Linked DNA regions of Mus musculus: region 1 is linked to region 2. The links are chromatin contacts, called in public Micro-C maps. All regions are on one chromosome and are shown on one strand. Each heading gives the region's core, a stretch centred on a gene start, on an enhancer-like site or on the middle of the called end of the contact. The rest is flanking DNA. Distances are from core to core; before and after follow the strand shown.

The links. Hi-C and Micro-C count contacts between places; a contact is called where the count stands out from the background.
Region 1: a contact with region 2 is called in a Micro-C map of embryonic stem cells, with 4 times the contacts expected there. The contact joins the enhancer-like site here to the promoter of Sh3gl2 in region 2. A contact is called at or near these places in 1 of 39 promoter capture datasets (hippocampal neurons), 6 of 484 Hi-C or Micro-C datasets (cerebellar granule neurons, cerebral cortex, cortical neurons and 2 more), 12 of 115 datasets of contacts at active chromatin or transcription factors (SST interneurons, embryonic forebrain, embryonic limb bud and 5 more) and 2 of 9 other capture datasets (embryonic stem cells and pancreatic islet).

What each region holds. Positions count from the first base shown.
Region 1 is chr4:85,347,022-85,352,682 of GRCm38.p6, forward strand. It overlaps Sh3gl2 (SH3-domain GRB2-like 2), which reads left to right. Exons shown (of 9, transcript NM_019535.2): 2 at 103-171. Among named protein-coding and RNA genes, the nearest start is that of Sh3gl2, 140 kb to the left of the region's middle. Within about 2 kb of position 1,285, at least 7 of the 459 cell types and tissues checked have an H3K27ac peak or open chromatin away from gene starts, as enhancers often do. A contact at or near this core is called in embryonic stem cells, where this site is marked.
Region 2 is chr4:85,203,435-85,208,978 of GRCm38.p6, forward strand. It overlaps Sh3gl2 (SH3-domain GRB2-like 2), which reads left to right and starts at 2,022. Exons shown (of 9, transcript NM_019535.2): 1 at 2,022-2,187. The coding sequence starts at 2,143.

The DNA of each region.
Region 1 (5,661 bases), core at 35-2,534, 140 kb after region 2:
GTTAGGTGCTGTTTCTAAAAGTACTCAAAACTTTTAACCCTTTTTTTTTGTGAAGGAAAGAAACAGTTTCTAATGATCCCCTGTTGTTCTTATCTCCTACAGAAAGTGAGTGAGAAGGTGGGAGGAGCGGAAGGCACCAAGCTCGATGATGACTTCAAAGAGATGGAGAGGGTGAGTTTTCCCTTCTTGGCCTTCCTTTGGCATGGAGGTGTCCTCTGTAAGACGGTGGAGCCGTTCTGTACTCAAGTCTCAAAATGATCCGTTTCATTGAAAAACATGCTCCCTCCCTTTGTAATTTGAAATAGAAATGGAAAGCACACCATCTTCTCTGTGTCCCTCCAGAGCCTCTGTGAAGAAGCATGCGGTCTGCACTTTTCCTCATAGCTTTTGCTATCACTTTCCCGAATCAGTATGGTACAGAGCTGCAGTTGAATTTGGGTGGGGTGGAAATGAGAGAGGACAAAATGGAGAACGATGTCTCAAATCTTGTAAGAGACTTTGAATCTCTCTCTGACTGCAGTGGACTTCCCAAGTAGGATGCATCCTGCTAGGGGCAGGTCAGAATACTGAAGAGAGAGCAGTTTGGGAGTCCAGGCGACTTGGCCTTCCTTCACTCTATGTCTACCACTCACTGTAAAAGACCAGTGTTTGTTGAATTGTCTATTTTCAAATGACAGTAGAATGAGAACCCTAATGCTTACTGAATATTTCTTATTATGGATCAAAGTAAATTATTTCGCATTCTGCCTGAAACATTATAGGTTCTGAGCAAGTAAGCTGGAGTTTGTGGGTTAAATATCTTTTTTCTTTTGAGACATTAAAGATGTTTTCTCTTTCACTTTGAGGTTCTTATCAAGAAGTAAGTGTTTAGACTTAGGCAGATAAGTGAGTGTTGAAATGCAGAGAGAAGACCGTGAATTGGTATTGAGGGGCTTGGTCCCGTGCTTGAAGAGAATGTCATAAGTCCATACCCAGTACCTCACAGCTACTTTCTGTTTCCTATCTGCAGAGGGTTGTAAATACCCCCTGATCTTCAACCACAGCTGGTAAACAACACCCTTTCCTGGTGATAGAAACAGGAGCCTACCCTCCCTTGTCAGGTCCACATCTGCAGACAGAGACACATCCTCAGGAGCAAAGCCTCACTTTCTCCTGAGGATCCCAGAGATCTGTTAACGTGCTCCAGCCTCTGGAACTTGCTTAGCTCTCCTTAGCTTCTCCCCTTCGTTCATTTTCCTTGAGAGGTCTTGCAGTGTGCTGCATGGCTAAGAGCCACATCATCACAGAAGCTGAGGCCAGCAGTTAGCAACTTGATGTGTGCAGGTGTCAGGAGTTATTCCTGTAGTTCACATGGGCCCAAAGTAAAGCTGCTAAACTAGGTATCTCACGGTAGAGACAAGCTAGCTCTTTGTGTCTTAAATGAGACTGAAAACCGAAGGAGGCTGGAGCGGCTAATTAGACCTTCGGAGACTCACTTTGCTGTGAAATCCATGCCAGTCTTACAGACTAATTTAAATGAGAGGATCTTGCCAAGTATCTTACTTTAGGCTAATATCACAGACGTCCTCCGAGTCTGAAGATGAAGTGTAAAGAGTTCTGGTCCTTATTTCATCAAAAGTCACTGAAGTATTTATTTCAAACCTCAGTATTCCTGTTATAAAGCAAACTTCTGCTTGAAGAACCTATGTGTGTTCCTGCATTTGGGTTTTTCTCTAAGTAACTTGAGATGTTTAGATTTCAGTGCAGTGTAGAAATTTGTTTGATTTTTATTGCATATTGCATAATATAAAGGATGTCTTTTTATCTTATCTGTGATTTTCCTAAAGTTCGTACACAAATTGTGCTGAGCATATTGGAAGATAGGCTTTTTCTACAGTCATTGAAGAGCATTTGCTGTGGATTTCGAATATCAAGCCGTTAATATTCATGCTAATAATTCAAGTACTCATAAAAAATATTTTAACTCAGTGTCTCTAAACCTACAGAAGATTCACCGCATCACCTTTTCATGGTTGGTTTTCTGTTCACCAAGTGTTTGATGTGGAGAAAGCTTTATTTAGTTTTACTCTCTGAGGTGCAATTAGACAACAATAGGAAATAAATTAGAGGTCTGTAGCAGACAGCACTCCTGGGAGGGAGGTGGCCGTTCCTAGAAGTTCTCTCTAGTCTCAGCCTAACCTGCTCTTCCACTGAGATTCGATCCCAGACCATTCCTGCTTTCACAGAATATCCTTCTCTAGCCGATGCCCTGAGGCCCCTGGTTGAGTCGTCTTCACAGACCCAGTAGTTACTCTAGATGACAGTTCTCTTTCTCCTAAGTACCTGCTGTGCGGTTGCTTTCATTTTAACCATAAATGTCACCATTGTTTACCAATTTCATTAAGTATAGGTTAAATTTCTTTCTGTGATCCAGACACTGGACACTGTTTTTATTATAATGCTGCAGATTTCTGTTGTTGCTGTTTATAGAAGATTCTGGAATCTGAGGAACTTCTGGTTGCTTCTTAAATTTACATCCATTGCTACAGTTATGCTAACTGGGGGAGGGCTTCAATGGGTTGATATGTAGTTATTATGTTCATTAATTCACTTGGAAGATAAATGAATACCATGTCTGCCAGGCATTGTACTGGGAACTAGAAACAGGATTGTACATGAGGACCAATCCCTCTAAGAGCTTTCAATTTGAGTTTGGAAAACAGGAATATAAATAGATTCCAAATCAGACACAGTGCTTAGTGCCCTGGGAGGATTTCCTTGAAAAACACCAGAGAGAAGCCAAACATGGGCTTCTTAGAGCAGTGGAAACTTCTAGAGGAGAGAATACTGAGCTGAATCTTCAAATATTCTTTGGCACTGTATATGAATATCATGCAAAACTCACAGTCAAGAGGGATAAAGTCTTTCTGCAACCTGAAGAGCATCTTGGGGAAATTCTTTGTTAAGGTCACAGAAGGGTTTAGGGCTAGAAATGGGGGGAAAGGTGATTTAGGTAAAAATAGAATTCCTAAGGGGAAGCCTCAAGTCTTAAGAAAGGCAAGATGTTGAGAAAGAAAAGTTGCCATTCTAATTGAATATGAGGGTAGAGATTGGTGGCTGAGTGCAATGTCGACAATGCTGGTAGATGGTGTCCCTCATGTCCATGTCCATCATGTCTTAGTTTCTTCAGGGAGACAAATTTGGTATCATCGAATCCCTTGTGAGAGAAGTAGGATTCCTGAGTAGAAACGACCTGAATCACACGACAAAACTTCTGTTTACCAAAGCTGCTGTTTTGTTGTTGGTGGTGGTTTGGATTTTGTTTGTTTGTATGTTTTTTGCCACAGACCTGCTCACACTGAAGCAGAGGCTGAGCCTACAGTTCCCTGCTGTCATGGGAGGTGTACCACTTACTCATTGCTTGAGTTTTGTTTTTGAGTAAGTTTTGTCCAGGATATGTCTCACATGGGGGAGAAGAGAGGGAAATTGCAGCCAGTGTGCTCAGAATTCCTTCTCTGAGGAGACTTAGGGTTTACCATGATACTGGGGTCTCTCCTTCATGGAGCAGCAGTGAAGGAAACATAGTCACTGGCCCAAGACACTCTCTTACTGATGTAAGCTAGATGGGGAGCTGGAGTCACAAACAGCACAAGCTTCAAAGACATCCTTCTGCTCTTCTGGGACTTCCATGGAGACAAGCTTCCTTTCAGCTATCTGTGTAGAGTGTATTCCCAAGCTATACTTGGTGTGGGGTAATGCCTAAGATGATTAGCAAAATTAACATTAGAGTAATCAGAGCCTAAATCAAGCTTCATCTTCAAAATACTAATTCTCTCTTAGCCTTTATGAACACAAGATTTCTGCTTTAAAGCGGGGAGTTTGGAGATGGATGTTAACTCCCCCGGAGTTAGTAGGGAGTAATTAAAAATACCACTCTTGGATCAGCCCGTGTCTCTCTGCCAGACAGGTCTTCCCAGGGTGCAGCTTTCATCACATCCCTGTGACTTGTTTATTCAGCACTTCAAGAGTGTGTATATTCTTAACTCCAGTAATATTAAAATTAAAAACTTGAAAAGATGTTGGTGTTTTATATGGCCTTTTAACTTCTTTCACATAACCACAGCAGATTATTCCATATCCAAGTGATGATTTAATTCATGCCATTATTATTGATTGCCAAACTTTCAGGCTGTCTGTACAGCATGTAAGGTGTTCTACCTCTGACATCGGACATCTGACAATATGAAATAATGTCCCTCATACTTCCATTGCTATGTTAAAGAATTCATAGTTTTCATGTTCTTTAGTTCACAAACTACTGACTCATTTTCTATAGGGGAGAATGGTACTCTTTAGAAGTGTATGAAAACGTAATGCCATTATATCAGTTCACCAATTCCTGCTTTTTAGAGTTCTGGTATCTGGTGCCTCAAGACTGGAATTAACAACATCATTCATTGATTAAGCAGGGCATGTTCAATAAAGCTCAAACCTTGTTAGTTCAGGAATCCTCACATTCTCTTGGTAAATCTTCTATACTTTTGGGCCCTTGGGGTCTTTTCCCTCTGTTCCTGCTCTCTAGGGCTGTTGACACACACAAAGGATCCATTGACAGTGCCTGTGTCAGTAAGAGAGGTTACATTAAAAGAAACAAAACAAAACTTAGAGAGCATTGAAATAAGAAAATTGTATGGCTATCATGTACATAAAATAGAAATCTTAACTTCTTCTTTAACCCTCTAAGATGTGCAGGTATGTTTAGGGTGTATTTCCAAATTTATACACAGCAAAGAGGTGCTTAAGAAGATTAACAAAATTAAAATGGATTCGTCAGCAACCAGAGCCTAATTCCATCCTCATTTCTCAAAATACGTGGTATCAGTTAGACTCTGTAAGTACATGTGATATCCACTGTGAAGCAAGACATTTTGGAGACAGGCTGTTAGCTCTCAGGCTACACAGAAGGTTGTCTTTGAAGCTCATCCTTCCCTGTGGCTTACTGCCATAGTCTCGACCATTAGCCATCGTGTGGGAACAGCATGCGTGCAAAACTCAAGGGACAAGCTCCAGTGTCTGGCCTCACCTTCCATTGTTTCTTATTTACAGCTGTGTATGCCAGGATAGCTGATCTGTGAACTTAGAGTCTCTGGTTTTCTTCCTATTTATTTATTTATTTATTTATTTATTCACTTTACATCTGAATTGCAGCCCCTCTCCTCATCTCCAAGTTCTGCTCCCAGAAACTTGCCCCACCTGTTATCCTCTCTCCTTCTCCTCAGAGAAGGGAAAGTCACCCTTGGGTAGCAACCCGCACTGGCACATCAAGTTTCAGCACGTCCTCTCCCACTGAGGCCAGACAAGGCATCCCAGCTAGGGGAAGGGTTATCCAAAGGCAGGTAACAGAATCAGAGACAGCACCTACTCTAATTGTTAGGGGATCCTCATGAAGACTAAGCTGCACATCTGCTACAAATAATGTAGGGGGTCTAGGTCCAGTCTTTACACGCTCTGCTCTTTGATTCAGTCTCTATGAGCACCCATGGGTCCAGGTTAGTTACAGAGTTTCCTGTCTTAACCTCCTATCTGCCAGTAGGGCACATAAGGATCAAGATGCTTGTACTGATGTATTTAGCTTATTATCTGGGTGGATTATGGAGATAGAAACAAGGCCTTCAGGCTTAT
Region 2 (5,544 bases), core at 772-3,271:
AGGTTGCCACCCCTTTTGGGATCAAATGGCCCTTTCACAGGGGTTGCCTATGACCATCAGAGAACACAGATATTTATATAATGATTCATCTCAGTAGCAAAATTACAGTTATGAAGCAGCAAAGAAAAGAATTTTATGGTTAGGGGCACCACAACACGAGGAACTGTATTAAAGGATTGCAGCATTAGGGGGGTTGAGACTGGCTGACCTTGGGGTTCAAGGGCCAATTTACATGTGTGGGCATCTTCCTGCACCATCCCCTCACACCCCTTTCTCTGATGCCTTCCAAAAGTAGCTGCTCAACACCTCTCTTCTGGGGCAACACCCCAAAGGTTTTCATAGCTAACAGTTGAGGCTTAAATAGAATCCCTGACTTAGATGAGACCTAGGTGAGAGCAATAGGTTCAAAGCGCTTTGAAGTTTTCTATGCAGAACCCAACGTGGTTCCTCTGATCTTTAGCAGCATACGCTATGAAGGTAAGTAGTCAAAGAGACAAGGAAAGGCGGGGACTAGCTTTGCTTTAAGATTTTAAGGTTAAGGCAAGTGCTCAAAGTTTCCGAGGAGCCTCTTCAGGTCCCCATTTCACTTCTTTCATGTGTTGAGACCAAAGTTGCAAATTTCAGACCACATCATAGATTTGTGGCAGAGAGAAGCGAACCCTGTGGCCCTGATACCAAAAGGTGAATTATTAAGAATTAGCATGTCCCTCCTGCCTAAATCCTCTAACCAATGTTTATCCCAATGCCTCCACGGTAGTTTAGAAATTAGAAAGTACCACAGATTGGAAGGTCTGGGCAGCAGCAAGGACCACAAGACTACAGACCCCTTCCTTCCTTTTGCTTTGCTTTGCAGACTGGAAGGGTATGCTCACTGCTCACTGCTCCGATATTCTGTTGTGCTGTGATTCACAGTAGCAAGGGTGAGTGGTACCCAGCCCGTGTCTAGAATCCCCTTGCACCTGCTCTTCCGTTCATCTTTACTCAAGCTGCAGAAGTCTACTGGCTTCCTTTACACCAGGCAGTAGAGGGGGGGGGGGCGGGAGGGGAACTGTATTTCTAGGAACCCAATCCAGGTCCTGTTGATTCTTTCCACATTCTCCGTAATTACTCTCCTCTTGGCGGCTCATCACTTTGATCCACACATGCAGGTGTGGCCTGCATCTGAGACTCTCCCACAAGCTCTTCCATACAAGACAAACTTGAAGTGGCTGCTCATAAGAGCACAGATTTCTGGTGCTGCTCTGGGCCCTTCACCCAGTCCCATCCACCCTTTGTCCCTATGTGGTGTTTGTATAACTTACTGCCTTTCCTTTCCTCATTATATAAAAATGTTAGAACGAAAAAAAAAAAGAAAGAAAAAAATGTCCATGATAATTGTGTGAATGCCAAGTTCGCATTCGTTTTTTTTTTCTTTTGAAAATAGAAGATTAAATGTTATTACTCATATCAATATATGCTATAGCTCATATCAATTCCATTCCAGTATCCCAGTCAAACTGTAGGGACCTCTCTTCATCTTAAGTAGTTAAGTTGTACTAGAACAGGAAAAAAAAAGTTGATAGATTTCCCTAAGGTGAAACAAGCTTAAGGGATATTAAAATCGAGGCAGAGAAATGTTTTCGGTGGCCAATCATGCGGGAAGGCAGGGCATGAAATGAGCAATAACTTATTCATGATCCAGATAAGCCGCCACCCTGCTTTTCAACCACAGGGAGGCCAGGCTCAAAGGGCAAGGGCAGTGCGCAGGCAGCACCACTGCGGCTACCTGGGAGCTGGGTCACCTGAGTCTAGACTGCCCAAAGGCGGTGATCCCTTTGCCAGGGCCACGAACGAACGACTCCCACAGCTGAAGACAGCCCAGGCTTCGGACCGTGGAGGGACTTTCGCCCCCGCACAGTGCGGGGGTTCCTCGCGCTCACCTGCCTCGGCTTGCGCCCTGGGCGGGGCTTCCCGCGTCCCCTTTAAGAGGCCGCATCACCCGCCCTGACGTCAGGGTGTCTCTCCGCACAAGCCCGCGTCCCGCGCCGCGCCCCCGCGCCAGCAGCTCCCGCGGTCGCACGACCAGCGGCGGCCCGGCGACCCCAGCCGCCTCTCCGCATCTGCATCTGCATCTGCCGGCCGCGCAGCCTCCCGCATCCCATCATGTCGGTGGCAGGGCTGAAGAAGCAGTTCCACAAAGCCACTCAGGTAGGGCGCGTGCAGGTGCGCCATGGGCCGCCCCGCAGACCGACAGACAGACGGCGTCCTCCCCTGCAACCCCTCCCTGTTCTGATCTGGTCCCCGCGGGGCGCTGCGCGGCAGCCTGGCTCCATAACCCGGCTCCCTGTCTCCGATCGGTGCTCGCTCCGCGAGTCTCCTCCCTGGCCGCTGCATCCCTGCTTCCTCTTCCCACTCCGAGTCCCTGTGGTCCCTGCCACTCTAGCACTCAGACCTCAGTTCCCTTCCCCTGGCATCTCTGCTCTCTGTCCCCGCTGTCTCGGTTCGCCGCCCACCGGGTTCCCAGGCAGTTAGTCCCTGCACGGCAGCTCTCAGGCTCTGCACGGAGGGTGCCGCGCAGGTGCTTGGCGGCGCGGCGGGAGATTATGTAAAGTCGCCTCGGTGCGGTGACCTTGCGGTGTGGTGTGCCCCACTGTCCTGGGATGTGCTGGCTGGAGCGAGGTTCGCTCTGGAGGCTGCGGAGGTGCCCGCGCTCTGCGCTTGCTCCAGGCTTTGCGCTCCCAGGCCTTCTCAGAACCCCTCCTTCCCAGGCCTCCCCAGGCTCCCAGCATGGGAGAATGTGGTTCCCCTAAGGAGCATGCATGCATTAACTTTTTTCCCTGGAGAACTCCTTGGTGAAGCTTATTTGAGGCCATGGTTTGATCAGTGGTCTGCAAGTCTTTAAAGTTCTCCCACGGGTTTTACTGCGGAGGCAGTTGTTAAAAACTTGAAAATCACTGTTTACTAGATGTGCCAAATTTTCTGTGTGGGGTAAGCTGAGATTAAAATTTAATCCAGACCCACATAATTTAAATCTCATTGGGCCCAACTCAGTGATTTTACAAAGAGAAAATGTCCAAAAATACTTACGATGTGACCCATTTCTTACATAATGTGTGGAGTTACAACCCTTTTATTCATTTGGAACAGGTTAAATTTTAAGATATATTTAACAAGAAACGACTTTATTGATAAACCGTAAAATACTTTTTGCGTAACCATTTAGCTTTAAAGATCCTTATCCTAAGCTAACCTTAATTGTGTGGCTTCTGTAATTTCTTGTTTTTTAAAAACATTACTTTTATCTTTTTTTACAATCCAGCCACTCCCTTCCCTCTGGGTCCCCCCTCCCACAGTTCCTCATCCCATTTCTCCCTCCTGTCTCCAAGAGGATGTCACGCACACCAGGTCTTCCCACTCCCAGGAATCTCAAGTCTCTCGCACATCTTCTTCCACTGAGGCCAGACCAGGCAGTCCTCCTCTGCTATACATGAGTCTCATTACCGAGTTCACAGCCTCAGTACTATTGCAAAAGGCATAGGGAAAAGGTGAAGACTGCATTCCTCAAGTTTGCTTAAATTAAGGTGCAGGATGACATTCACCCCTGAGCATCATCTCTGTCACCATAGACTTAGCATCATCAAATGAGTTCTGTTGGGAACTAATTTAGGGAGACAGGAAACAGTCATTTTAGGAAGTGCTTCTAACTACATATATATTTGGTTTTCTCACTAGAATTGTCTGTGATCTCCCTATTGGAAAGGTAGAGCCAAGTATATTATTCACTTGATTCTGGCAACTTTCCAGTTTCACAGAACCAATCTGTGCTACCAGTGAATGGCATAGGACTGCCCTGATGTCACCCACCTTATTTATTTATTTATTTATTTATTTATTTATTTATTTATTTAGGTACTTGTCTCATTTCTAATCTAGACCAAAAGACTGATTCTACCAACATTCCTTTAGGAGCCTTGGCTTTGGGGAGGGAAAGGCTAAGATTTGAATCCCTCTTCTGCTACCTAGGAAATTGAGCAAGCTAGTTTTCTGAATCCGTCCTTGCCAAAAATGAGACAAAATTTCTCAGGGGAAAAGTAAGGATAAATGAATTTGTAGAGCATATATAGAAAATGCTTAATAAGTGGTAATTGTTAATGTTAAGGATAATTCCTTTAGCGTTAGGTACCATTCCTTTCCACTGGTAATAACGAGACTTGAGAACCCAGCCGGGGCTTCGATAACACACACAGTAACCATCTGACTCCATTCAGCTCATCCTGAGGTTGTGTGCAGCTCTGGAAGCAGGAAAGAACTGGAACGTCATCGGGGAAGCCCCGTCTCCAGGTGTGGAGGAGTTCTACTAGGGACGGACCTGCTCCTTACCACTCCGAACCCAGATACTGGGTCACTGTTCACTGCCATTCTCTTCCTTTGCTGAAAAGCCTTTTTGTTTTAAAGGTGAAGCAAAACACAATCTCATTCATAGCTTAATGGAGCCTAGTCTTTAAAAACGTAAGGCAAAGGTTACTCTCCTGTGCATGGATGTGTTATTCTAGAGGGTGTGTAACGCGAGGTGGTGTTTGCCTGCTCTGAGCTCTGAGGGAAATGGTCCTGTCCTGCTTTGCAGTCGTTTCCTGAATCTGATCTTTGCTGCAGAGGAAGTGTTAGGCCCCTGACTGCCATGCTGGTCAGAGAAGGCAACATCTTGCCTTTCTGTGGAGCTGAGCTTCCACAGAGGGGTGGGTGGGATTTCATCAATAGAATATGCCTTTAGTGTCAGTACCGTTGGGTTAGGGTTCCTAGTTAGAGTGTGCCCCTATGGTTCTCATATTAGAACTTAATATCTCTCCCTTTCATCAATGGTTACTCTGTAAGTAAATAATTTTTATTGCAACATAGGACAAATTGAGCAATTACTACTCTACCTTCAGAGAGTTTTATTTTTATTGAGCTTCCATTGTATCATCAGTAATGTCAACTTTTAAAAACTTGTTTGAATTTGCAGCAGTCTGTGTAAACATAGCTTTAGTTCCTGGTTAATACTGCAAGCAAACCCATAATTCTTTTCCTATACTTCATGATCAAGTGTTTGCTATGGTATGTCTTAGTATTTTTTGGCTGTGAAGAGACACCATGACCATGGCAGCTCTTATAAAGGAAAGTGTTTAAGGCTGGGCTTCCAGCTCTGAGGTTTAGTTCATTATCATCATAGTGGGAAGTATGGTGGTGCACTGGTAGCCACTGTGCTGCAGAAGGGGCTGAGAGTTGAACATCTGGATTAACATCTGAATTAGCAGGCATCAGGAAGAGACAATGAGCCTGGCTTGAGCATCTGAAACTTCAAAACCCATCTCTAGTGATACACTTCCTCCAAGAAGCCCACACCTACTCCAACAGCCACTCCCTATGAGCCCTTGGAGGCCATTTTCATTCAAACTGCCACGGGGTGCATATATGGTGTCAATTCATTCTTCAAACTGTATGGCAGTGTAAGAAAATCTTTTTACAGGATGAACTGTTTTAGACAATTACATTATTAGTTTGCTAGAATATACGTAGCAAAGTACC